2 separate regions of the Mus musculus genome follow, and region 2 is linked to region 1. A link is a contact called in public Hi-C data. All regions are on one chromosome and are shown on one strand. Each heading gives the region's core, a stretch centred on a gene start, on an enhancer-like site or on the middle of the called end of the contact. The rest is flanking DNA. Distances are from core to core; before and after follow the strand shown. Region 1 holds the start of Serp1 (stress-associated endoplasmic reticulum protein 1). Region 2 holds the start of Trim59 (tripartite motif-containing 59).

What was found. A called contact is a pair of places that touch in the nucleus more often than the background predicts.
Region 2: a contact with region 1 is called in a Hi-C map of B cells, with 6 read pairs. The contact joins the promoter of Trim59 here to the promoter of Serp1 in region 1. A contact is called at or near these places in 1 of 39 promoter capture datasets (cranial neural crest) and 1 of 484 Hi-C or Micro-C datasets (B cells).

Annotation. Positions count from the first base shown.
Region 1 is chr3:58,523,657-58,527,298 of GRCm38.p6, reverse strand. Serp1 (stress-associated endoplasmic reticulum protein 1) reads left to right here and starts at 1,415. Exons shown (of 3, transcript NM_030685.3): 1 at 1,415-1,889; 2 at 2,141-2,216; 3 at 3,431-3,642. The coding sequence starts at 1,806. The coding sequence ends at 3,471. It overlaps Eif2a (eukaryotic translation initiation factor 2A), which reads right to left and starts at 1,478. Exons shown (of 14, transcript NM_001005509.2): 1 at 1,213-1,478. The coding sequence starts at 1,240.
Region 2 is chr3:69,043,192-69,046,761 of GRCm38.p6, reverse strand. It overlaps Trim59 (tripartite motif-containing 59), which reads left to right and starts at 2,020. Exons shown (of 3, transcript NM_025863.3): 1 at 2,020-2,149; 2 at 2,920-2,994.

The DNA of each region.
Region 1 (3,642 bases), core at 166-2,665:
AGTAACAGAGAAGCAATTTATTGAATTACATAATTATGCCATTTAAATAGTGTCAGGGGGCTGGAGGATGGCTCAGCATTAAGAGTACTTGCTTCTCTTAAGAAGAAATAAATAGAGTTCTCAGCACTCATCTAAGGTGAGGCTCACAACTCTAACTCCAGCCCCAGGGAAGCCCACACCCTCTTCTGGGCCTCTTAAGGCCTGTACTCCTGTGCACACGCTCAGATACAGACGCATAAATAAATAAATAAATAATCTAAACAAAAGAAAACAATCTCAACTATCTGGCAGTGTTTAGAAGATTGCAACTAGCACCTCATAACTATCTGGCGAATAAATTATGATAGTCTATCTGAACAGGATAAGCATGGCTCTTAAAAATGTATATTCCTAGACTGGCAGAAGTATAAAAGCTTTGCCGTGTCTCAGGAGGACATAACTTCCAATTCTCAAAAATAAGACATTCGTCCTAATGATGCTATCTTTCTTCTTACATTGTTATCAACGATTTTTTTCTTTCCCACTTCTTTTCTACTTGAATCTTTTGTTTATTCAAACTTACATACCCAAGCCATAACATAGTATAGCACCTTTCCCAGTGTTGTCCAAGTTTGTTGTTGTTGTTTAAGCACCACAATATGTGTCAGCTTTAAATTCCTAGCGTCTTCTCATGTTCTACTTCTTAAATACTGTCTCACAGCTGTTTCAATCGAAAACATTAGACTATCATTATCCTGCTCACTGTCGCCACCTTAAGCCACATCTTCAGCATGAAACCTAACCTACACTAGCAATGTCTTGCTCCCTATCAACTCCCACAAACCTCATAACAATAAGGGAGCATATAATTTTTAATAATACTTAAGTTCAGATGAATTCGGTGTGAAGAGTCTTGTTTCTTCTATTAAGAAGGGTCCAAGCAACACCCGGCATTGCAGACCACAGGTCACACATCAAACTAATACTTTCTGTTACCTGTCTATTCCTATGGAAGATGAAGAACGATGGATGGATAACTGGGAGGAGGGACTACTGGGGACGGAGACTTCACTTCCCATTGGGATGCTATTACCAAATAAACTAAAAGACAGTTTGGTCCTTCCAGGAGGAAAGGCAAGACGGACTTCCAAGGCTTGCTAAGGAATTCTCCAGCGCGAAGACACAGAAAGAAATCACCGTAAAGGAAGAGTCTCTCGCTCTTTTGGAACTCACCTGTCAACAGCGGTGTGGACGGCGCCATCTTGTCCCGGAAAGAGAAACCCACGCGCTGGGGTGAGAGTTCAAGAAAGGCCGAACCCGGCCTCTACACGTCTCCCCAAGCGCAAAGTCTGCGAGTCGGTGTTTCCGGCGCCGCCAGCCTCGGGGCCAATCCACGTCTGGTTCCCGAGCGCGCACGCGCAGCTCTGGCTCCTCGTTTTCCGGAGCGGGGAAGAGCCTGGCTGCGGTGGCGGCCGGCGCTCGCCCTCCCTCTCCGGAGCGGGCGGAGTCCACACTTCCGCGGGGCGGGGTCTGCCCAGTGCTGACGTTGGCAGCCGAACCCGAACTAGTTCGAGGTTGCCGGTTGCACTGTCCGGTGGTTGGACTCTTGCCTCTCGGCCCTGCGGCCCGCTCTCCCCGGCACGCCGCCCCAAAGGCTGCTCAGACCGCCGCGATCGGCGGCTGCCGGTGTTCCAGCGCTCCGCGTCCCGGCCCAGTGGCTGTAGACGGCGTAGGCACCGCGATCAGAGCCGAGCCTCCCTCCCGGTGGCCCGGGACCGGCGAGCGAGCGAGTCCGAGAGGTTCTTGGGGCAGGTGGCGCTGCGAAAATGGTCGCCAAGCAGAGGATCCGTATGGCCAACGAGAAGCACAGCAAGAACATAACTCAGCGCGGCAACGTCGCTAAGACCTCGGTAAGGGAAAGTGGGCACCCCGCTCCATGTCGTGGCCGGGAGCCGAGGCCCGCGCCCCGCGCCCGGCCGGGGCCGCGGCGAGTTCTCCCCAGACCCGCCTGACTCCGGACTCCCGCTGCGGTGGAATCTGGGGTGGGGGGAGAGATCTGTGAGTCGGCCGGCCGGCCACCTGGCCTGGGGTGCAGGCCTTGGGAGCCCGGGATCCGAGAGTGCTTTCTCTGCATTTGAAACCGGGTTTTTTCTTTTTGCAGAGAAATGCCCCCGAAGAAAAGGCGTCGGTAGGACCCTGGTTATTGGCCCTCTTCATTTTTGTTGTCTGTGGCTCTGGTAAGTGTTTGGGGGGCTCTCGCGGTTTGGAATGACGTGGATGAGTGGCGAGTCCTACCTACCCGCGTGGTTCTCAACCCACCTGCTAAGAGAATTGTTTCTAGTGAACTGGATAACTTGTACCACAGAGGGTGGTGCCCCAGAAATTTCTCTTACCTTGATTTATGCTCATTGAAGATCAAAAAGAGAGAGAGAGAGAAATTAGATCTTCCTAATGATCCCTTAGAAGAAATTAAGCACCAAATATCTCTGATTTGCATTGTAACTTTATTATCGATAGTGTTGCAAAAAACTTAGCGAACATCGTGAACATCTGGATACTAGAACAGGACTGAACGATACCAGTACCTAAGGTCTCTATGTCAAAAACTAAGTATATAAAGTAAGGGTAGTACAAAGAATTGATTTTCTGTAGAGGAAACATACCTGCTGGGATATTTAATGTATGAGACAAGTGTTTTCAGGTAAGATTAGTTATTAAGACAGCCTGGTTTTAAGATGATAGACTCTTGCCCCTGCGGATGGATGTATTACAGACTGTCCTCCTGCTCTGCCTGCTGCTTTAATAGACAAGCTGCTGTTATTGAGACAGATGCTTTTATTTGCCGCATTCTACAGTTCCTGAGATTTTCATTTAACATTTCACTTTGCCTTTTTTCTAAACTTAACAACCGGAAGCTTTCTTGATATGTGGCCAAGAGCCAACCAGTTTATGTAACACAAAAAGATTATTGAATTTCAGCTGTGTGAGAATGAAGAAATGTGCATGTGTTAGGAAACCAGGCCTTTAAGGATATGTTGGAAATAAATTAATAGTAGGAAAAACGTGTTTGTTTTGGTGCTTTCAAGTTATTGCTAAAATAATTTCACATCTGGAATATCTCTTGTACATCTTATAGGTAAAAGTCAAGGAGCTGCAATTAAGGAAATAATTTGAGTTCGATGTGAAGCTCAGCTGCAGCGTATTTACCTATCATGCATCAGGCCCTCCCCGGGTCCCATCCCCAGTACCACGAGATAATAATCACTTCAAGGCATTGAATTGTTTAATTATGATAAACCTGCTTCACTTTTTTATTAGCGTAAAGTTAGATTAGCATTTGTAACTGACTGTACGATCACGCTGGAGTCTGCAGCTGCTGTAAATAGATGACTTTTAGTTGAGAGGCCTGTTTTCTTCAACTTGTTTTAATATTTGCTCTTTCTCTTCACAGCAATTTTCCAGATTATTCAAAGTATCAGGATGGGCATGTGAAGTGACTGACCTTGAGATCTTTCCATTCTCCTGTGAATTTTAACTTGAACTCATTCCTGATGTTCGATGCCCTAGTTAAAAACCATTGAGTAAATCGGCCTGCCTCAGAATGACTTTTCATATCCGCCTTCATGTGTCATTCCAAGGTGTCTTCAAGAGTCATTCCAGGTT
Region 2 (3,570 bases), core at 771-3,270, about 11 Mb before region 1:
GCTAATTCTCACAGAGTGAAGGGCTGCCTCAAGTTAGGTGGGGTTGGTATGCGGATGACTACAGCTGAAATCACTTGAGGAACTCTGACGTTAGCCAGGACCAGCGGGCCTGCATTTTCCTGTCTGCAGCAAACAGATTCTTGTGGGAAGACTCTCCTTCAGATAAGAAAACCAGAAAGTATCCTTGCTGGCCAGAGACTTAGATGGGGCTACAATGAACGTTTCCTAACAAGCTCCTTGAAGTAATCCTTAGCTTCTACTAGCTTCTGTCTGTCCCCATCTTTTTAGTATCTTTTAGTAACAGCCCTAGAACTTGCCTTCTAATACAAATATATGTTCGCTCTGTAATTCCTCAAGAGTTTATTGTTCTTATCTAAGACAGTATACAAGCTTCTACTGTTTTTATTTTTATTTTTTATGTGTACGAGTGATTGTCAGTGTAAGTATATGCCATCTGTGTGTGTCTGCAGAGCCAGTCAAGAGTGAGCTTAGATCCCCTGGAGCGGGAGTTACAGGCAGTTGTGAGGGGTCCACAGTCATGCTGGGAACTGAATTTGAGAATAGTAAGTGCTCTTAACTGCTGTTACCTCTGGTCAGTTAAAAACAAATAAAACCCCGTTTATCTATTTCTTTAATGTGTGGTTTGTAACGTGCATGCATGCGTACATCACATCCTTGCTTAGTGATCTGGGAGGCTAGAAGAGAGCATCAGATTCCCGTGCAACAGTTGTGAGCTGCTGTGTGGGTCTTCTGGAAGAACAGCCAGCGCTGACTTTCTGTTTCAAAGCTCAAGACAAAAAGTTTTCAAGCAAGGAGTCTGAGGAGCGCCAAGAAGATGTTAATGTGCGCTCAGCGGTTTGGCTTTTCCATGGTGGGAACTGAACACGCCAGGCGAGCACTGGAACTGAGCTACACCCCCAGCTCAGAAGTCACATTTCTGTTCATCATCTTTCCGATATTATACCTGTAACAAAACCACGTATTTCCCATCCTTTATCCCGTTTCTCAATACTCTATCACAAAGGGAGTATTGGGAGTGTGTATATCGTAATGGAAGACACCCAAAGCAGCTGATTTTTTTTTTTCAGCCCAAAGTTTTCGAAGGCTGACGCCCCAACACATGAGGTTTTTAGGTTTACGACTTTTACGCTTTGGTGCCTGTATTTGAATTGTAATTTCTAGTCTTTCTTTTCCAGACCAACACTATCATCTATAGAGCGCATGAATAACAGTTCATAAATCCTGAGTAGCGCTGCCGGTCAGCGTGGAGCTGCCTTAGTGCTAAGGCTCCTCTTCTCTGCCCCTTCCCCATGTTTGGTTACAGAACTTTCTGGCAGGGTCGGGCACTCTATGGACCTGTAAAGCACACTCCTTGAAGGCACAATCCATTTTCCTTCCTCTACGCCCCCTCTTTCCATCTTGTCTCCGAGGTCAAGTCTTGCTGTGAGTCTTAGGCTGACTTGGAATCTGCTCTGTAGCTCACACCGGCCGGGAGCGGAGAGCGGTCTGAGCTCTGGAATGGCGTTTCTCCGAGAAAGTGAAAAGCCACTACTGTGTTTTCTGACCCAGCGTGTTAGAGAGGACAGGGAGGACACAGATGAAGGCTTAGGCGCGCCTAAGTTGGAGGACCGGAGCCTCACGGGGGCGGGCGAGCGCGCCGAGCCCTCCAGCCGGTGACTGAACAAGGAACCTGTGAGGTAACAATGGAAGAAGCCTGCGCGCCGCCAGCTCCAGAACCATCCCGTGCGGGCGTGGTCCTAAGTAATAAGCAGTCCCTCAGCCAGCCGCCTCCAGAAGCCGCCGGGTCACCCGCGCATCCCCGCCCTCGCGAGGTCCTGGCGCCAGCCCTTCCCCCCCAAGGCGCGACCCCTGCCGCCCGTGCGCTTTCCGCGCCGCGCGCTAGTGCGCAGGCGCCTGGCCCTCGGCCGTTGGTGTTCAAAGGCCGCCCGCGCTCTCTCATTGGCGGAGGCGGCGCGGTTGAAAGTCGCTGCGGCGCCGCCGGCCCCGCCCCCGCCGGGCACCTGAAGACTCGGGCGAGCGCCTCGCAGTGTCCGCACCAGGCTGCCCGGGAGCCCTCGCCGTGCGCGCCGTCGCCCGCCTCGCCCGCCTCGCCCGCCTCGCCCGCCTCGCCCGCCTCGCCCGCCTCGCGGTGAGTACGCGGCTCCGCCGGGGAGGCGGCTCGCTGCCCCTCTTTCTCGAGCGCCCGCGGCCCCGGTGCGTTCGCCGCCGACTTGAGGATGGGGAGGCGGGCTGGGCTCCGGAGGGCGTGCGCTCGCCTCTCCTCGCTTCGCGCGCTCGCGGGTGGAGCAGCGGCGCTCCGAGCTACCGGCGGGATTGAGGTCGTAAGGGCCGGTAGGTGAGCCTAGCAGATCCCGCAGCACCGCGCGGGGCGAGTGAGCCCTGGGCATCCTGGACAAGAGGGTGTGACTGCCATCTTTGAGCCACTTCTTTGTTTGGAGTTCACGTAGGACTTATGCCCATTGTACAGATGTGAACCTTCATAGGTAAAACTGAGGCCTGCAGCGTTTCGGAGACCACCCAATGTGTTGATGGGAATAATTTAACGTAGTTTCGAGCTGGGGATATCTACGCGCGAGGATATTTCTAGTCGTCTTGCTGAGTTTAAATAAAACTTTGAAGCGGGGCATGAACGTGCACGCCTGTAACCCCAGCATGGGGGCAGACAGAGGCAGCAAGCTCTCCTGTGCGTTCCAGGTCGTCAGTGAGGACTACAAAATTAGTCTCAAAAAACCCACCAAACCAAACTATGAGTGTTTAGTTCCCATCATTGGTTAATCTTGTCCAGAGTCAGAGATTCGTTATGTTGTAAAAAGTCCTTTGTGTGGAAATGGTTGGGACTTTAAAGATGAAATATTTACTGCAGGCAAAATCTGAAACATTAAATTGTTTTACTTTTAGAATAACAAAGGATCCTGGAAAAGTTGGAGAAGATAAAGTACACCCAGTGTCCAGATCAGGAGATTGACAGACCAGGTAAGCTCTGGGAAGTTAACTGGATACGAAGAAACATCAGGATATTAGAGTGTGTGATTCCTGGGCTATGATGAAAGATTGAAAAATCTCTTGAAAAAAAGATGTATATTGGAAGTGTATAAAATTTTAACCATCTTATGGAGGAAGCATAAAGTGAGAAATGACCTAATCTAAAAGGTATTCAGTTTTTTGTTTGATTCTCCCCCCCCCCCCAAAAAAAAAAAAAAAACCAAAAAACAAAAAACCATGGTTTCTCTGTGTAGCCCTGGCTGTCCTGGATAATTGCTCTGTTGACCAGGATGGTCTTTAACTCAGAGATTCCTCTGCCTCCCAAGTGCTGGAGCCAAAGCCATCACTGCCTGGCTAAAAGATTTTCACTTTTATCTAACAGACATTTTATAAGCATGTGTGGACGTCTTAAGTCATGCACACAAAATGGTATTGCCTTACACGTTTGCACGCTGCATTTATTATTCAAGCTACCTTTATTCCTTTTTGCCCAGTATTACACATTGATCTACATTTTTAGTGAGCCAAGGTCCTGTATTTTAACCTGGTAAAAAGTAAAATTTTGAC